3 separate regions of the Sus scrofa genome follow, and all the other regions are linked to region 1. A link is a contact called in public Hi-C data. All regions are on one chromosome and are shown on one strand. The core of a region is the stretch at or near the end of the contact, and the rest is flanking DNA. Distances in the headings are between cores, read along the strand shown. Region 1 holds the start of FBN1 (fibrillin 1). Region 2 holds the start of CEP152 (centrosomal protein of 152 kDa). Region 3 overlaps FBN1 (fibrillin 1).

What was found. A called contact is a pair of places that touch in the nucleus more often than the background predicts.
Region 2: a contact with region 1 is called in a Hi-C map of embryonic fibroblasts, with 2.4 times the contacts expected there. The contact joins the promoter of CEP152 here to the promoter of FBN1 in region 1. A contact is called at or near these places in 1 of 5 promoter capture datasets (fetal liver), 6 of 47 Hi-C or Micro-C datasets (embryonic fibroblasts, fetal heart ventricle, fetal skeletal muscle and 1 more) and 1 of 2 datasets of contacts at active chromatin or transcription factors (skeletal muscle).
Region 3: a Hi-C map of subcutaneous adipose tissue shows a contact between it and region 1, with 2.4 times the contacts expected there. The contact joins the enhancer-like site here to the promoter of FBN1 in region 1. A contact is called at or near these places in 5 of 47 Hi-C or Micro-C datasets (embryonic fibroblasts, fetal heart ventricle, heart right ventricle and 2 more) and 1 of 2 datasets of contacts at active chromatin or transcription factors (skeletal muscle).

Annotation. Positions count from the first base shown.
Region 1 is chr1:123,100,546-123,103,741 of Sscrofa11.1, forward strand. It overlaps FBN1 (fibrillin 1), which reads left to right and starts at 1,466. Exons shown (of 65, transcript NM_001001771.1): 1 at 1,466-2,457. The coding sequence starts at 2,294.
Region 2 is chr1:122,874,468-122,877,663 of Sscrofa11.1, forward strand. CEP152 (centrosomal protein of 152 kDa) reads left to right here and starts at 1,679. Exons shown (of 27, transcript XM_005659632.3): 1 at 1,679-1,937.
Region 3 is chr1:123,294,926-123,298,121 of Sscrofa11.1, forward strand. It overlaps FBN1 (fibrillin 1), which reads left to right. Exons shown (of 65, transcript NM_001001771.1): 35 at 570-692; 36 at 2,425-2,547; 37 at 2,861-3,025. Among named protein-coding and RNA genes, the nearest start is that of DUT, 170 kb to the right of the region's middle. Within about 2 kb of position 1,671, at least 5 of the 83 cell types and tissues checked have an H3K27ac peak or open chromatin away from gene starts, as enhancers often do. A contact at or near this core is called in subcutaneous adipose tissue, where this site is marked.

The sequences.
Region 1 (3,196 bases), core at 216-2,715:
CAAGATCATGGTGGCATAGAAAGCAAGCTCATCCTCATCATTTTAACCCTGTATGGTCAACATTATTATTCTCATCTTGCAGTTGGAAAGAAGTGAAATAACTTGCTCAGGTCCCTATACCTTATTATCTGGGCATAAACCATTGTAAATAAGGAAAACCCCTTTCAGCAGGATTCCTATTTGTGCTGAGCTCTTATTTCTGACTTGACAGCTGGTGGCTACTACATGGGGATTTTCTGGGGGTCTCCAGTTCCAGCATCCAGGGCCCAGAGTGCAATTTCCTGCCTTTCTAAACCATTGTAGAATGGAGGCAACACGGGGCCTTATCCATATAAGGATACCATGATTATTCTATTCTTAAAGTCACTGTGCCCAGCTTGTCCTGGAGAGGTAGCCAGGTGTGTGTGCGCGCGTGAGTGTGTGTGGGGGGGGGGGGAGGGAGGAGAGTGGGGGAGAGAGAGAGAGAAAATGAGAATATGAATGTAATGTTTGGGGAGGTAAAACAGGGTCGTCTAGGAGAAGCCAAGTCTTAGATGTGAGCTGGACAAAAGGACCATCCTTTCACCCCCTCCAAATACCAGGCTAACATTCACAGGCCTCTGGGTTGGAATCCCACTCAGACTCTTCGATCATCTTGCGTTCAGCCTGGGTGCTTGAACCGAAATTCAGATGAGCCTCGCCTCCAGTGGGTCTCGTTGCCAGTGTCCAAGGCAGAGCCCCCACCCCCGCCGCTAGACCCCAGCCCCTGCGGTCACCCTGGCCCACGACCTGCCCTGTCCCGGCCTCCAGGCCTTGGGCCTCCGCTCTGTGTCTGGGAGGCACAGTGAGGCCGCGGCGCGGAGACACGGGCAACCTGGACGCGTCGCTTCTCCAGCAGGGTCCGCTGGGGCCTCCGGAGCCACAGTTTCTAGCGCGCGTTCTTGGTGCAGGTGGCACAGCTTTCCGCGCTGGCAGGGCTTCCCAGATCACGGGAGAGACTAATCTCGGATCTAGATCTCCCAGCCCTAGAGCGGGCGAAACCGCTACTCCACTTCTTCCCATTGCCTCAACTCCTCACCCCAAAACGCAAAATCCCAGGCCAGGCAGGACCCGATCACCTCTGCCTCCTCCCATTGCGCTAATCCTTCGAGCGAGGGAGGCCCCCGCGCCGAGGCGGTGGCTGGCAAAGGGGAGTGGAAAGGGAGGATGGATGGGGCCGAGGGGTGGGGTGGTGATGAGGGGGATGTAGGAGGGGGTGTCATTTTCTTTTTCTTTTTTTTTTTAAAAGTATTTCTCTCGCGAGAAACCGCTGCGCAGACGATACTTGAAGAGGTGGGGAAAGGAGGGGGCCGCGGGAGCCGCGGCAGAGACTGTGGGTGCCACAGGCGGAAAGGCGGCTACAGCTGGGACAGCTGCGGGCGGAGCAGGGCAGCGGCTGCCGCGGCCAGGACCGAGGAACAGCCGCCGCCGCCTCAGGAGCCGGAGCCGCCGCTTCTCCAGTGGGTGCAGCCGGGGTCCCGATAGGGGTCGGGCGGCCACCGGGGCTGGATCTCTAGCCACGGAGGCTTTTGCGTTTGCGCCGCGCTAAGGGCAGGGACAGGGACTGGGGTGAGGGGCTGTCTCGGAACTTCCAGAGCTGGCGCTGGCCCTCCCCTGCCTGACAGCTTCCTGGCCCGGGGCTCCCGGTGCCGGGCTTGGCGTCAGATGCTCGGGGGGCGGTGGCAGCCCCCGGAGCCGGCCGCGGATGGCGCGGCGGGCTTCCAGCCCGGCGGCTTGGCGGAGAGGACAGGCTGGGGAGCTGGGGCGTCAGAGCGCGCATCGTGCGCAATTCGTGCCAGTGAAAAATAAACCCAGCGAGCTCGCCTCGGGGTTTAGAGCAGCTCGGAACATGGGGACTTTGCGGCTTTCTCTTCAGGCGGCGCCCGGGAGGCCGAGGGGTTGGCTGGAGCTGCTGCCGCCGGGGGCCTGGGCTTTTCAGCCAGCTGTAGACCAAACGGTCTTCACTTACCCAAAGTAACTGCGCCACGCGCAGGCGGCGCGCGGGTTGGGCTCGGGAATGGGGACCCTGTGGCTTCAGCATCCTGATGCCCCGAATATGAATGTCTCCCCCGCCTCGGCGATTTGTCTGTTGCAGCTGGCAGGGGCCGCCTGAAGTGGGAGCAGCGCCTGGAGAAGGCGGGAGGAGCCCGGCCCGGGGGACGGCGGCGGGAGAGCGGGACCCCGGCGGCGCGGCGCGCTCCAGGGCGCAGCGGCGGCCGCGGACCGAGCCCGGGACGCGGCTAGAGGCGGCAGGAGCCGGTGGCCTCTCGGCATCATGCGGCGAGGGAGGCTGCTGGAGGTCGCCCTGGGATTTACCGTGCTCTTAGCGTCCTACACGAGCCATGGGGCAGACGCCAATTTGGAGGCTGGGAATGGGAAGGAAACCAGAGCCAGTCGGGCCAAGAGAAGAGGTGGCGGAGGACACGACGCGCTTAAAGGGTAATGGAAAGGGCCAGCTCCTTTGGTGTGGGTGTCCCCTCTCTCTCCTGAGTATCAGGATCTAAGTATAAGCCTCCTTGACAAGACCTCCTGGGGTCATCCTAGAGATGCAAGGGTTACCCGTCCTCGCAACTAAACCGCCTTGCTTCCACTCTTTAGGGATTTCTGCCACAGAAGATAGGTCACGGCTAAAAAGAATCTTGGGCCATTGTCGAGGCAGATTTTGGGAGGCCAGAGGGTTCTTTGAGGAAGAAGGGGGAGGAGCTGCGACTGAGAAGAGGAGCAGCCCATCCTTTCCCTTCATACCAATTCCGGTTGTGTGTAGGGAGAGTACTTGCCTTGTGGGCATCTTTGTAGATGCTCTGTTTATAAGCGAGCAAGGAGAGAAAGGGATTTAAGGACAGTCAGAGAAGGCAGAGAAGACACATAATTAATAGTTGGCTCTCTTCTAAGTTATGCTTATTAAAATTGGGAACTGATTTTTTCCTTCAGATATCTATGCTGGAAGCAGAGCAGGGCAAGTGTTTCTGAGAACTTGTTTTGGGGTTGTAAAAAGCTCTTAATTTCACCTGGGCAGTAATGCTGCCCTGGGGCCGGCCTTCACGAATATTTTTAATCTGTTCTGTATGTATGTTAGGCACATGCAATTGAGCATTTCCCTGGCTTCCTGTGCCCCTATTATAGAAGATGTTTCAGCAGGAAGTTTTTTAATTAGGCAGATTGACTATATAAGGATTGT
Region 2 (3,196 bases), core at 429-2,928, 230 kb before region 1:
CACTATCTCCTCATGTACTTTTCTTGCCTTAACTTTTTTTTTCCTTTCATATAAAAACCAGTTGTTTGTGGGCAGGGACTGCTTAGCATTCTTGCTGTACCATATCACTGTCGCCCTCAGCACAGGACACTACACACAGCTTTTTTTGCTGATGCACTGCAGCGAGACACGGAAAGCCCCTGCCTAGTTCTAACATACCTTGTCTCAGATTTCAACAACTGCCATTTACTTAAATGCCTTTTATTTGCTTTTTCTGGTGCAAAAATCCTTCATTTTATTTGTTCATTTATTCATTTACTCATTTATTAAAGTTGTTTTTAGTGCCTTCCAGGGGCCATGAAGTGTCCAAGAAGCAAAGTAAGTGTCTCAAGATATTGACGCTGGACTGAGTGAAAGATTACACAGCAACTAATTATAGTAGATAATGAGGATTATAATGAGATGAATACACCATATCCAGAGGGGAGAAGGATCATTTCTACCAAGGTTGGGAGGTATGTGTCATCAAAGACTTCAGGGGATGTGCTCATCTATCTTGGAGACTGAGTAGCTGGGGAAGTTAAGTAGGGGCACTGTAGGTGAAAGATAGAGTTTGAGCAAACCAAAAGCATTCTGAGAACCTCAGGGAGCCAGGCCAGAGGTTTCATTCATCTAGTGCTATGGACTGAGTGCATTTTATGTGCCAGGCCCTTATGCTTAGTTGATGGGGTTGCAGTGGTTCGTGTTGGTATCCAAAAGTGGAATGGTGAGGTAGCAAAGGAAAACGAGCCAGACTATGGACAACTTTTAACAACTATTTTACTCTATACTAGTGTATATGGGAAAGAATTAAAACTAGTGTGAACTTACTGCTACCAACTCCATGAGCGTCTCTGGGAAAACCCCCCGCCCGCGTCCCCATCTCCCGCTCGCCTCCCCCACCTCCCGCTTCCCACCCCCCAGCCGCCCACGGCGATAGGGATCAATTTCGAGCCGAGCCACGAATTACTAAGCTGCAGCTGCGGCAATGCCAGTTCCTTTAACCCACTGTGCCGGGCTAAGGATGGAACCTGCCTCCCAGAGTTCCCAAGATGCTGCCGATCCCATTGCACTACAGCAGGAGCTCTTCTGAGACCCTTTTATCCCAGGAAGGTAGATACCGTAATGGGATTTATTCCGGACTGGAGAGCATTGTCTTAAAGGTCAGGTTAACATATACCTGAGTGACAGGAACATTCACACTCTAGGAAATTCAAGTAGTCAATAAACACGTGTCATCCCATCAGTAATTAAAGAAACACAAATTCAAACAAGGTGGGATCTAGTAAGCAAGAAGACAAAGTGAAACAACCTCTAAGGCTGTTAAGGCAATTTAGAGAATCTGAAGGATAGATACAAAAACCTCCAAGGTGGATTCGGTGGGGGAAGCGAAGGATTCTGTGTACCGCTCTTGAGAACTGATATTTAGGAGTGGGGAGCGCGGAGGGCAGGAGCATTGCACCAGGTGGGGTTGGGTAAGACCAGTTCACAGGCAGGAGGCCAGGTGCTAGGGCGTCTCTATGCAACCGATAAACCCGCCCCCTCTGCAGTGAACCCTTTTGTAATTGGCTCACAAGTCCACCAATGGACGCACAGGAGGAACTTCCCGCCACCTCTGGCGCCCGCTTTTAAACAGCCGTATAGTATTTGCAACTGCAGGCGGACTTCTCAACCTAGCTTGAGAAAGGAGGAGACTTCCGCCCCCTCGCCCTGCCCCCAGCCGCCATGGCCCCCCCTACTAGGCCAGCTACTACCCGGCGATTGAAGGGGGAGGCTGCTCTTCAATGGCTTCAGGCCTCCAGTGTTCGGTTGTGACTAGGAAGAAGCTAGCGGATTAGAGCCAGGGCGAGGGGTTTGCTAGAGGCTGGTCTTCCACCAGAGCTAAGGTGACTCTACGTTGACAGCATCTGTGGCCTCCGGTGAGTTTCGCTTCGGGGATGGGCTTGCGGCAGGGGTAGGAGGAGGTGCGGAGTCCTTGGGATTCTGGCTGGGGCTTCTGGGTGGATTAACCCGCCCCCTCCCCAAATACTGCAGTGGTGTACTGCTCGGGGTGGCGGGACTCAGTCTCTGAAGTGTCATCCAGACCCCAAGATCCTACTTAGAAGTGACGTCTTAGAAGCCCTCCTTGCCTCCTCTACGCCGCTAGAGTAGCCCTGAGACTCTACCCTGGGGACCCCCGCCGTGGTTCGTCTGGCGCTGTGCCTGGCTCACAGTGGGTGCTCTGTACACGTGTGTTGACCGAGTGCCTGTGACGCCGGCAGCCCAAGTCAGCAGCCCCAGGATGCACCCTGGGGTCTTGCAGTTTCGTTTTCTCGGTATCTGTTTTTACCGTGGTTGACGCCAAAAGGAGTTCTTTGGTAAGGTCATTGGTTTATTCTTCGTTCAGCTTGTGGGTGCCTACCCGCTGCATCCTCTGGGCACCCTGAGTATATTTGTCCGAAATGCTCTCATTAGCACTGATCAGATTATTGTCATCATTTTTATATACATCTGTTTTCTTTCCCTCCGCCAAGCCCTGTTGAACTTTGTGATCTTGAACAGTGCTTGGCAAATAATTGTGGAATGAATAAATAGATGCCTCCTAAGCCTGCTATTCCAAGTCTGAAACATCAGGCTAGTGTGCTCTGGCTGTTTTCATTCTAGAAAGGAAGCTAGTATGTAATCAAGTAAGTAGAATTTCCTAACTCTCAAGGCCCCCTTTGTGGCACTTAACCTTTTCTATTTTATGGTCGCGAATTTGAGTCTATTTAAGCTGAATTTTGCCATCTACTTCACAATGTGTAACAATTTGTATCCACTGCTTAGACGTGAATATACTCAACTAAATGAGAAGTTGAAATTGGAGCCATAAGAAAAGTGTAAGAAATACAGCCTGGAGTTCCTGTCGTGGCTCAGTGGTTAACAAAACCCGACTAGTATCCATGAGGACGCGGGTTCAATCCCTGGCTCAGTAGGTTAAGAATCCAGTGTTGCTGTGAGCTGTGGTGTAGGTCTCAGACGCGGCTGGAATCCAGCGTTGCTGTGCTGTAGGCCCGCGGCTACAGCTCCATTTGGTCCCCTATTCTGGGGACCTCCATACGCAGCGGGGTGCGGCCCTAAAAAAGAAGAAAAGGAAAAAAAAAAAAAAAAGCCTGAAAGTGCCAAAGAGTGATTAATTTCACGAGGGAACAGGATTGGG
Region 3 (3,196 bases), core at 421-2,920, 190 kb after region 1:
CAGAGTGTGCATGGCTATTTAAAGCCAGTCCAATCTCAAGGCTGAAAATGTGCCTGTGTGTCAATTCTACAAGCGCGAGGCCTGGGAAGAGCATCTGCTATTTCTAGATCTCCATCAACAATTGCAAACACACACCATAGCACTAGGAGTGCAAAGACTATAAAACTAATGATGAAGTTACCACAAAACATTTGAGGTTCTTAACATTTTAACTCACAGCAAAAACAATTTATGTATGGATAAGAACAGCCAAAGAATTTAGTATAGGTGGCTTGTTTGGCTCTAAATTTACAAAAGCCATGTGGACCTATGTGAAACACCAGAAATGAGGTCATATACATGAAATGCTCAGCCCACTGCTTTGTGTGTAATGGGGCTAAGAAGAGTTAAGTTCTCACCTGGGAGACTTTCTTATAGGTGACAAAACATCTAATAAAAGTCTATTGGAGAAGGACCAAGGGTGATAGATAGTTTTCAGGTTCTTAATAATAACATCATTTGCCTAATTACATTAGGCAGCTTCTTTAGCCAAAAAAAGTAATATCTCCCCTTTTTCATCCTTCCCCAAGATATTGATGAGTGCTCTCTTCCGAATATCTGTGTCTTTGGAACTTGCCATAACCTCCCCGGTCTGTTCCGCTGTGAGTGTGAGATCGGCTATGAATTGGACAGAAGTGGCGGGAACTGCACAGGTAAGGCGTCCATTGGTGTGGAAACCTGCTCCCAGGTGCATCCGAGAACCACACAAGGATAGCCACAGAGTCACAAAAGCAAAGCAGCGAGGCAGCATTATGGATCACAGCCTCCATTTCCTCAGACCTGGAACTGAGTACACATGAGGATGCAGAGGAAAGAGTCAAAGAGGGTTGAAGGAGCAGAGGTATCAGCCTTAGGATTGAACTCGTGGCTGCAGAGGCATGTGCCGGGCTTGCCACATGCCTTTCTTCTTGGGTGCATTTTCAGAGGGTTTCCTTTTGCGAGCCATGCCCTGGGATCATGGGTTTCCCCCTCTGCTTCTCTACTGAGACATTTGCTCCTTCCTAGCCCTGGCCCGTTGGTGGTTACCAGAGAACATGGTGCATAGAATTCAGCCATCCATTTCTAGTGTGTTCCCATCACTTTTTGCTAAAGTAAAGCACTCTCCAGGAATATAAGAAAAAAGTTAGAAAAGCTGTAGGTTCTCTGTAGATCGACCATCCCCTGATTCACTTTGGCTCTGAGTTCAGACTTAGAGAGTCGTTTTCATTTCTCCATCCTAGTCTCCCCTTCTGTTCAAGGATACTAAGGAAACAAGTTCCATTTTGTATGGGCTCAAGAGTTCAGGAAAAGCCTAATTTTTCCAACTGCCCAGACAAACCTTAACTCAGCGGCTCTCCAATTATGACCACCACCACCATCTCCCCCAGATTGGTCTGGACTAAGATATTCTCTCCCAGGTACACATTCTTCTCTTGGTTTTTTCTTAAAAATTGTTATGACACCAAGCTGGGCTCTAGCACACCACAGGAAGTTGCCTCTCCATGGTCCAAGCCCTCTCTTCACTGCCCCGAATCACCACCAGCATCATTCCCCCCTGCCCTGATTTCTGCACTGTCCCTGAAAGTTCACATTCAATTAGAGCCAAAGAATTCTCTGTGATGGAACCTCCAGGAGGGTCAGAGGTCTGAGCTCTAGACCCAGGGAAGGGATCCTCCTGCTTCCTTTCTCACTCCTCTCTGAGTCAGCTTGTCTGTTCTTGAATATTTCGCAAGTATTCAAAGTAGACAAAAGGATTGCACACGCATGGAACTTGTTATAACGCATGTCCTTGATATTTGGAATTCTGTACATGTTTTTAGAATAGAAACTGAAAGGGAAATATTTTACTGAGCATGGGTGATGGGAGAGAGTCTCTGAGCTGGCTTGAAGGAACAGGCTAAGCCTCTCGCAGGCGTCTGCGCTTGTGATCAGCTGCACCGGCCCGGCCCAGGGCCAGCACGCCCGGCAGGGGAAGCAGCAGAAGTCGCCCGCTCCTGAGGGCTCCCTGGGACATCTTGCTCTAATTTGATAAAATAACAAGCTGCACATATTAAATATATTTTCTTAAAACCTGTGTCTGAATTTTTGGTTGACCGAGGTCACAGTAATGTTTTGCTTTCAGTTACCTTCACTGGAATATTTTTCCGAGTTCCAAAGTTATATTTTCTCCTGATGACAAATTTGAATGCTAAATATGTTCCAGGGGAAAAAGACCAAAGCCTATGACATATTTCCTTCCTGAGGGGGTTTATTTCAAAAGTGGAAGACTATATTGCTAGGGGTAATTATAACTAGTAACTCTTAAAAATTCTAGCTGGGAGCCCTAGATTTGGCACTACCATTTTATGGTGACGCCTGCCCCCCACTGGTTGGGGGATAACTCTGTCCCTTGCTGTTTGGTTTTAGATGTTAATGAATGTCTGGATCCAACCACGTGTATCAGTGGAAACTGTGTCAACACTCCAGGCAGCTATACCTGTGACTGTCCACCCGATTTTGAGCTGAATCCAACTCGAGTTGGCTGTGTTGGTAAGATCTTACAAACTTTTCAAAGAAACATACTTTTGTTATTTTAAAAAGCAACATTCAACATTGCATTCTCGCATTTTAAACAAGTAATAGTATAAAAATTTAAACATTTCCTAAATCTGGTTTATACTGTGTGTGTGTGTGTGTGTGTGTGTGTGTGTGTTTCTCCTGGTAAATTCCAGTATATGTGTTAGGGCCCTTTTTAGTTTCTTAGTAAACTGTGGTTTTTAAAAGTCTCTGAAGAGATTTGATTTTTCAACCCTGACATCAGAAGAATTTGCCTGACACTTTTGTGTGTGTGTATGGTAAACAGATACCCGCTCTGGAAATTGCTATTTGGATGTTCGACCTCGAGGAGACAATGGAGATACAGCCTGTAGCAATGAAATTGGAGTTGGTGTTTCCAAGGCTTCCTGCTGCTGTTCTCTGGGTAAAGCCTGGGGAACTCCCTGTGAGCAGTGCCCTCCCGTGAACACGTGTAAGTGGACATCTTCCTATTTATTACTATTCCAGTTCAGTACACTTCTCCTTTCTAGCTCCAGAGAATAGAAGCCACAGAGGGTGGGAGCTACCACTGGTTTCTGCTTTTCAGTCAGGGTAGGGGGATCAATCCTTTCAGCCCTGTTGAGAAACTGTACTCCCTCTTGGG